Regions from separate parts of the Gossypium hirsutum genome. Here region 1 is linked to region 2. The links are chromatin contacts, called in public Hi-C maps. All regions are on one chromosome and are shown on one strand. The core of a region is the stretch at or near the end of the contact, and the rest is flanking DNA. Distances in the headings are between cores, read along the strand shown.

What was found. Hi-C and Micro-C count contacts between places; a contact is called where the count stands out from the background.
Region 1: a Hi-C map of leaf shows a contact between it and region 2, with 2.8 times the contacts expected there. The contact joins the promoter of LOC107951819 here to the enhancer-like site in region 2. A contact is called at or near these places in 8 of 34 Hi-C or Micro-C datasets (callus, leaf and petal).

The regions. Positions count from the first base shown.
Region 1 is chrA02:72,903,266-72,907,097 of Gossypium_hirsutum_v2.1, reverse strand. It overlaps LOC107951819 (probable protein phosphatase 2C 4), which reads left to right and starts at 1,644. Exons shown (of 6, transcript XM_041087185.1): 1 at 1,644-1,801; 2 at 2,027-2,432; 3 at 2,963-3,063; 4 at 3,159-3,701; 5 at 3,803-3,832. The coding sequence starts at 3,220. The coding sequence ends at 3,818. It overlaps LOC107952373 (chlorophyll a-b binding protein 7, chloroplastic), which reads left to right. Exons shown (of 9, transcript XM_041087136.1): 8 at 18-110; 9 at 716-1,142. The coding sequence ends at 1,027.
Region 2 is chrA02:72,398,151-72,401,922 of Gossypium_hirsutum_v2.1, reverse strand. No RefSeq gene overlaps it. Among protein-coding and RNA genes, the nearest start is that of LOC107939238, 70 kb to the left of the region's middle. Within about 2 kb of position 2,317, at least 9 of the 9 cell types and tissues checked have an H3K27ac peak or open chromatin away from gene starts, as enhancers often do. A contact at or near this core is called in leaf, where this site is marked.

The DNA of each region.
Region 1 (3,832 bases), core at 395-2,894, 510 kb before region 2:
TTGTTGATTTTTGTGAGGGAGAAACACTGGACTACCTTGGCATCCCGGGTCTACACTTAGCTGGAGGGCAAGGAGTGATTATCATTGCTATCTGCCAGGCCCTCTTGATGGTAGTATCTTTTTAGCAATCTCATTGTTCTGATCCCTTTCCTTCATAAATATCATTTATGCAATAGTTGGGAAAAGAGAGACTGTTAAGGATTGTGCAATTTTATTTTTATTTTCATTTACACTTAAGGTGTGCTTGGTTGGGTGGAAATGTCGAAAGAAAACAAATTTTGAGTGTGTTTAGTTGGAAAGAAAGGTGAGAAAAAGGAAATAGGAGAGATGATTATTTTTCATTCTAATGTATAAAAACCAATTCTTTCTAATGTATAAAAACCAATTCTTTCATATTGGAATGATGAGAGGAGAGAAAATAAGAGAGAGATGTGAATGTTAGTTTAAACTTATGCATTTTTTAAATGTTTTATTTTTTTCCATTTCATTTTTCAAGTCTACTAAGCAAATGACGGAAGGAAAATTACTTTGTTGATTCTATTTTTTCATCTTTCCTACCAAGTACATCTATGGAAAGAAAAATTATATTTTTGATCTTTTTATTTTCCTACCCTTCAATTTTTTATCTTTCTAATTTTTTTTCCGCTCTACCAAGCAAAGATTTAATGTTTCAATAATTGGAGGTTTTGTTGGTTACTATTTGATTGCAATATAGGTTGGACCAGAGTATGCAAGATATTGCGGGATAGAGGCATTGGAGCCTCTGGGGATTTACTTGCCAGGCGATATTAATTACCCGGGAGGAGTTTTATTTGACCCATTGAAGCTGTCAAAAGACCCAGTAGCTTTTGAGGAGCTGAAGGTGAAGGAGATTAAAAATGGGAGGCTAGCCATGGTTGCTTGGTTAGGCTTTTATTTCCAAGCAGCTTTGACAGGTAAAGGTCCAGTTCAGAACCTAGTTGAGCACCTCTCTGATCCATTTCATAATAACCTATTTTCCCTTCTTAATTCCATGTCAAATACATAATTCTCAATACAGAATCATAGATATAAATACTTTGTAAACCACTTTTTAGTTTTATCTTACTATATATGTATGTAAATGACTATTACTTTCTTTCTAAATTTGACATGGTTTTGTATCTAGGGATGGTAGAGATGGGATTTTTTTATTTATTGTTTTAATAAGTTACAAATGCAATTATAATAGTCTACCCAAACGTGGACAGTTATAATCAATTATTAAAATGAACTAACTGATTAATAATCAAAATATATTTGAAAATAAAAATTAACAAATAAAAAAAATTGAAAAGAATTTATTACATGATAAGATTTGAATTTCAAAATTTTAAAGTTTTTGTGTATTTTTCCTATTAAACTAAGGTATTATTGGCAATGTCAATGATTTTTAATCACAAGCATTTGAATTAATTTAAAATTATTATTCGAATAATTAAAATTAAATTTTAATTTCACCTAACTTTTTAAGTTTATTTTTTGAATGAATATAGTTGGAATGAATATAGTTGGATTTATTGGAAAACAAAGCCCAAAACAAAATAATCCAAAATACATAGAAAGGCCGAAAGATTCGACCCAGACCCAGTAAAATCATTACCTGAGGCAACATAAGTTAAATCCCATTAACCTACAAACTCTTCATTTTCCCGAAATCCCCTTTCCTCTTCATTTTCCCGAAAACCTACAACTTCAGCAAAAACAGAACTAGAACGACTCCCATTACAAGATAGCCCACTCCTTGGATGGTCTCTTTCCACCATCTCCACTGCGTAATCAGGTACTCTTCCATTTTCGTTTCTACGTTCTCCATTTCTTAAACCTTTTGCCAACAGATTTGCCACTTCATTTTTCATTTCTTTGCCATATAGAAACTTGCATATCTAGAAATCCTGACTTAACTGTAAACAGTCTTTAATGATAGCACCGATCTCCAATTTATCTTCCTCTTTCATTTGTAGTTTTTTTTTTATTACTGATAGAGCATCCCCCTTTACCTCTATAGCCATAACCCCCAAATCCATCCCCATTTGAAGCCTTTGAACACATGCAATAGCCTCTGGAACAAAAATCGAAGGAGAACCCACATTTTAATAACCCTAGACCCCTTTGAATCCCGTACAACGATCCCAAAGCAAGACCTATGTTCCTCCTTATTGTTGCGATATCAAAGTTGATTTTCACAAAGGGAATCTCTGGTGGTTTCCACCTCCCTACCTCCCTCGGTTTGACAAGTAAGTATATCTTCAGCCCGTCCAATTCACTCAAATAGTTTCTTACAAAATCTGCTGTTTCTAATGCCGTTATTTTTTTTTCTCTTATGCACCCATCTGTTTCTTGTTGGTCATATCGCCCACAATCCGAAAACAAAAATACGACACTGATTCAAGGAATTATTTTCAAACAACCAGGTAATCCAACTCAAAAAATCCTTAGAGAAATCCTTTTGTCGCCCATATACTCTTCCAAGTAAAAGAAGGTAGATTCCTCAACCTTGCTTTTAAGAAGTACGTCGTTGGATGGTATTTAGGTTTTAACGTACAAGCAAGTAAAGAATTTGGAAACGTAACTAACCTCCAACCTTGTTTTGCAAGGAACAATAAATTACATTGACGTAATGCCAAAAATAGCCCCTAATGTTTGGCTGTTTGGTCACTTTGGCCTTTTATTTTTTTTGGAGCATTTTTAACACTTAGGCTCCGTTTGGTAATTTGTAAAAGCTTTTCCGTAAAAGCTTTTCAGGTTTTTCTGGTGTTTGGTTGGGTGAAAATAATTTCCTACGGTAAAATATTTTACATAAGTTGGGAGAATGGGGTCTTTTTTTAGGAAAATGTCTTACCCTTTTGAATTTGGTAAGACATTTTCCGGAAAAACACAGCTTCTTCTCCCCTTTCCCCTTTCCCTATTTTAAATCCTCATCTCGAAGTTTCTGCCATGAAAGCTGCTTCCTTCAACACTCCCCATTTTCCGTCCATCATCAGAGGAAGATGGTCGCGAAAGGTGCTTCATTTTCCATACTTTTAGCAGCACTGGCTGGCTCGTGTAAGTTCCTTTTTTTTTCTTTTTCTGGTATGACTAAAGGTCTTTTATTTTGGAATTTTGCTCATAGAAAAGTAAATTCTGGCATTATTTAGCAGACACGGTTCAGTGATTGAGCGTTTTCAGAGAAGAGAGGGGTCGAAGGTGAGGTATAAGGACATGGCAAATAAGAGGGAAGAGAATCAAAGGAGGTGGAAGTGTGGATGGGATAGGGAAAGATTAGAACTTGATAGGAAATTGAAGGAACAGTTGAATAGAAACAAGTTTGATAAATCGAGTTCGATGATAAATCACGGTGATGTTTTGAAAGCTCTGTCTCGGGCTTTGAATAAAACAGAGTATTTGGATATTGCTGATAAGATGTTAATGGAGAACCCAGAGTTGGCTTTGATGGGTTCTTGTGTGCTTGTCATGTTGATGAAAGGTGAGGATGTGTATGTGATGAATGTTGGTGATAGTAGGGCGGTTTTGGCGCAAAAGGCGGAGCCCGATTACTGGTTGGGGAAGGTTAAACAGGATTTGGAGAGGATTAATGAGGAAACACTGCATGATCTTGAAGGTTTTGATGTAGATAAATTTAGTTCAATTCCTGATTTAACTGCTTTTCAGCTTAGTGTGGATCATAGCACCAATGAAAAGAGGTAAAAATCCCATACACGAATCTTTTATTACAAAATGAAATGATATCTATACCCTCTTTTGATCATTGATGGATTGAGATTGATGTCTTGTTTCATTTCAGGAAGTTCAAAGAATAAAAAACGAACATCCA
Region 2 (3,772 bases), core at 1,068-3,567:
AACCTTATATCTAATAATTTAACAAATTAAAAGACCTTTAACTGTACATTTACAATTAATATGGTCCAACTTCTATGAGTCCTCCTCCTTTTAATGATTAAACCATTTAATTATTGTAATTTAATTATGACTAAATTTTACAATTTAATCTTTTTTATTTAATTAACTATCTAAATATTAAAATTTCTTAACAAAATTTTAATAAAACTCGATTTATAAAAACGAGGTCTTGATACATTATTTTCTAAAATCACTTACTTTAAAGTTATACCACTTGAACCTAATTATTAATTCAAATAGCATAAATTGTCAATTTAAAAATTAATTTAATACCATATTTGACTCGTAAATATTAAATAATAATATTTACGAATTTACTCGTTGAATTTGTTGCCCCAAAATCAATTTCTGATACTATTGAAAAACGAGTTGTTACAAACCTTCCGACACTATTGAAAAACGAGTTGTTACAAACCTTCCAACCTTATATTTCATTATTTATTTTATATTTTTTTCGAACATACAACTGTGTTTTAAATAATTAGTTTCCACACACATACATGGTAAAAAATTTCTAGTATATTACAAAAGAAAAATTACTTTTAATTCTTTACATGTTGCACCTATTATTTATGAGTTCTTTTTAATTTATCCGGGGAAAGGAAAGAGGGAAAGAAAGCCAATGAATGAGAAAAAAAAATGAAAATTGCGAGAGAAAAGATAGAAAAGATATCTTTGTGTTAGTTATTTTTAATATTACATATTTATTATTATAAAATTAACATATATATAAATATGAGTTTTAAGATATTTTTGAATGGATAATAATATTCTTTATTTTTATCATATTATTGAATTGATATTTAAAATAATTATAATATTTAATTAAAATTATTAGTTGATTTAAAATAAAAATTATGATAATTATACATTTAAAAATAATTTTAATTTAATAAAATACTATAATTACACATTAAAAAATTAGTATAATTCAATTTAAAATTATTATTTTAAATTTTTTTTGTTATAAACAAGTTATTACTAATTTTAAAATAAAATTATTAATTAAATGAAAATTTACGGATAAAATATAATAAAAAGTTGCGATAATTATAACTACCATTATAATTTTTAATGATTTGTTACAAATAATTATAAATTAATTTTGAAATTATTATAATTATTTATTTTTTAAAAAAAATTATGCTAATTTTATTTAAAAGTAGTGAAACAGCAATTCTAAATTCTTCCAAGAGCATTTTGGTCATATTACCCAAGGACAATTTTTTTTTCTACAAATAGAAACCTTAGTCATTAGAAAAAGATAAGAGGATGCCAGTCATAAGGGTTGAATTTAGATTTAAATTCCCCTTTTATTTTCTTTTTCTTTATTTTGCCTTCTCTTATAAATGGTTTAGGCTTTGTTCTTTTCCTTTTTAAATAACATGTAAATATATTAAATTCTGAAGTATTAAGGAATTATATTCTGACATTCAAGATTTAAAAAAATCTTTGTGATTTGATTATGTAGCTTACAAATTCCATTTCCATTTCTTGTTATCTCATGTTAATTCTTTTTGTATTTTATATTCTAACTCTTCAATTCTATTATGGGCCAAAAACTTATTATCGATGGGATTTGCCTAAATGAGTTCAGTTCTCAATATACAACATTCACGTAGATTTGTGTATTCTTTTTTTTGGGGGGGGGGTTAATTACCGGAGTGAGCTTAGCTCCATTGATCGGATTGACGCCCAGGTTGTGTTATTCCTAAGTGAAAATTAGAAGATGAATCCATAGATTAGCTCAAATCCGTAAATTTAGAGCCTAACAAGACTCGAGAGCACTAGGTGCTAACTCGGATTACCAGTGATAATAAGTAGACAACGGCTTAAATATTTTTGTTGCCTCATCCTGTTAACCAAAGCATTTCCCTAACCACTAACTTTTTCACATTTAAGTTCCCTTCAAGTTAACAGAGTTGCCCATCTAATAGCGACTGAAGGTCTTAAAAATAGAGTTTTTACTTATCTGTTGAACCGAGTTCCTCCTGGGGCTGAGGCTGTGGCGGATGAGGAGAGGAGATGGACGGAGCGCCAGAGGGAGTTGAGGGGACGGAGGTTTGAAGAGGAAGTGGGAGGAGTTTTGCAGTAAGCTTTACTTTTTGGATTTCTCAAGAAGAAAAGTGGGAAGGAAGTCGGTGAATATTAATTGCTGTTGACTGATGGAAGAAACGATTGATATGAATGAAGTTTGCTTTTCCCAGGCGATGGCGTTATCTTCAAGAGGGGTGTTGTTGATGCCAGCTGAGACGTAATGGTCTCCAGAGTTTTCCACTGCCGTTGATTTTGTTGGGTCTTTATTTGTGTGGGCTGCTTTCTTGGGCTGTGTTTTATTGTTTTTCTGCTTTCGGTTTATTTTTCTGTTTCTTTGTTTATTTTCTGAAAGGGTTTTATTGTTTTGGACTTGGTTTGTTTGATTGTTTGGGTTTGAGCTATAGATCCAGTATTTATTCAAAAAGTTCCCTTCAAGTTATTCACTTTTATGCATTTATTTTTCTGCTTTTTATAGTATCTATTAAAATCAGCACTCATTCAATTAGTTGTTTAAGTTGGTATCTAAACTCCATTACCCTAACATCTATTATTTCGATTGATTTATACGACTTTTTATTCCTTTTGAGTTCAATACTCATATATTACTTTGATTTGTGCACTTTTGGATCATCACAATATGTCTCATTTTTAAAATCTAAAAATTCTTATTTATTTTAAGCCACTCCAATTATTGTGATAAAATTTTTTAACATTGTTATCAATAAAATAAGTAAAATTACATGAATTGTTCATGTTAATTTTTTTTAATGAAACAAAAATTTATTTTCAGAAACGCAACTTATTAATTAAATGAGTGTGTATCAAATAAAAATAATAATAATTTATTTTATGGGTTAGCATTTGATATACTGAAAGTGTGCTTTTTTATTTCACAAACAGTCTTAAAAATTTGTAATATCCTTTTTTAAATATTTATTTTGTTAATATTTTATTATATCTCTATAACACTTGTTAATCCTTTGACATTACTTGTTGAATCTAAAAATTGCACTTAAATATTATTGCTTACTTTATACACTGGTTGCCTATTTCATTACTTTAGTTAGGTTAGACGTTTTAGTGACAATAAAAAAGGACGAAATGTGGCGTGGGATGGTGTATCCGGAGGGCCACGATAAATGTGGTTGGCGGTGGTTTACTGATGGACGCTTTTCAGTAGCTGCTGCTCATAGACCATTACCAATAGCGAAATGGATGCCAAAGGATAATGGTAGGTCGGCGGTAGTAAGACACTTCCTCTGGATCTTACTAAACGAGAGGTTACTTTCTAATAGCGAAATATGAGAAAAGGGGTTAGAGACTAATTCGCATGTTGTCCAGGATTGTCCCACGGCTTGGTCAGTATGGGCAAGGATAGTTCCACTGGATGACCAAGCGACATTCTTCATAACTTCAGTCAAGGATTGGGTGTGTGAAAATCTCGCAAATGGTAATATTGGTGGGGTCGAGTGGCACACACCCTTTGGCCTTATTTGCTGGAGCTTATGGACGCGAAGAAATAATGCCTTGTTTAAAAATGCAAATTATAGTGTTCTTGAGATTTTATCTAAATGTTTGATGTTGGCAGGGACTATTGTATCAGGGATCGTTATAGGCCAACCAGAGTGACTAAAATAGTGGCATGGTGCCTAACCCAACGAGGATGGATCAAGCT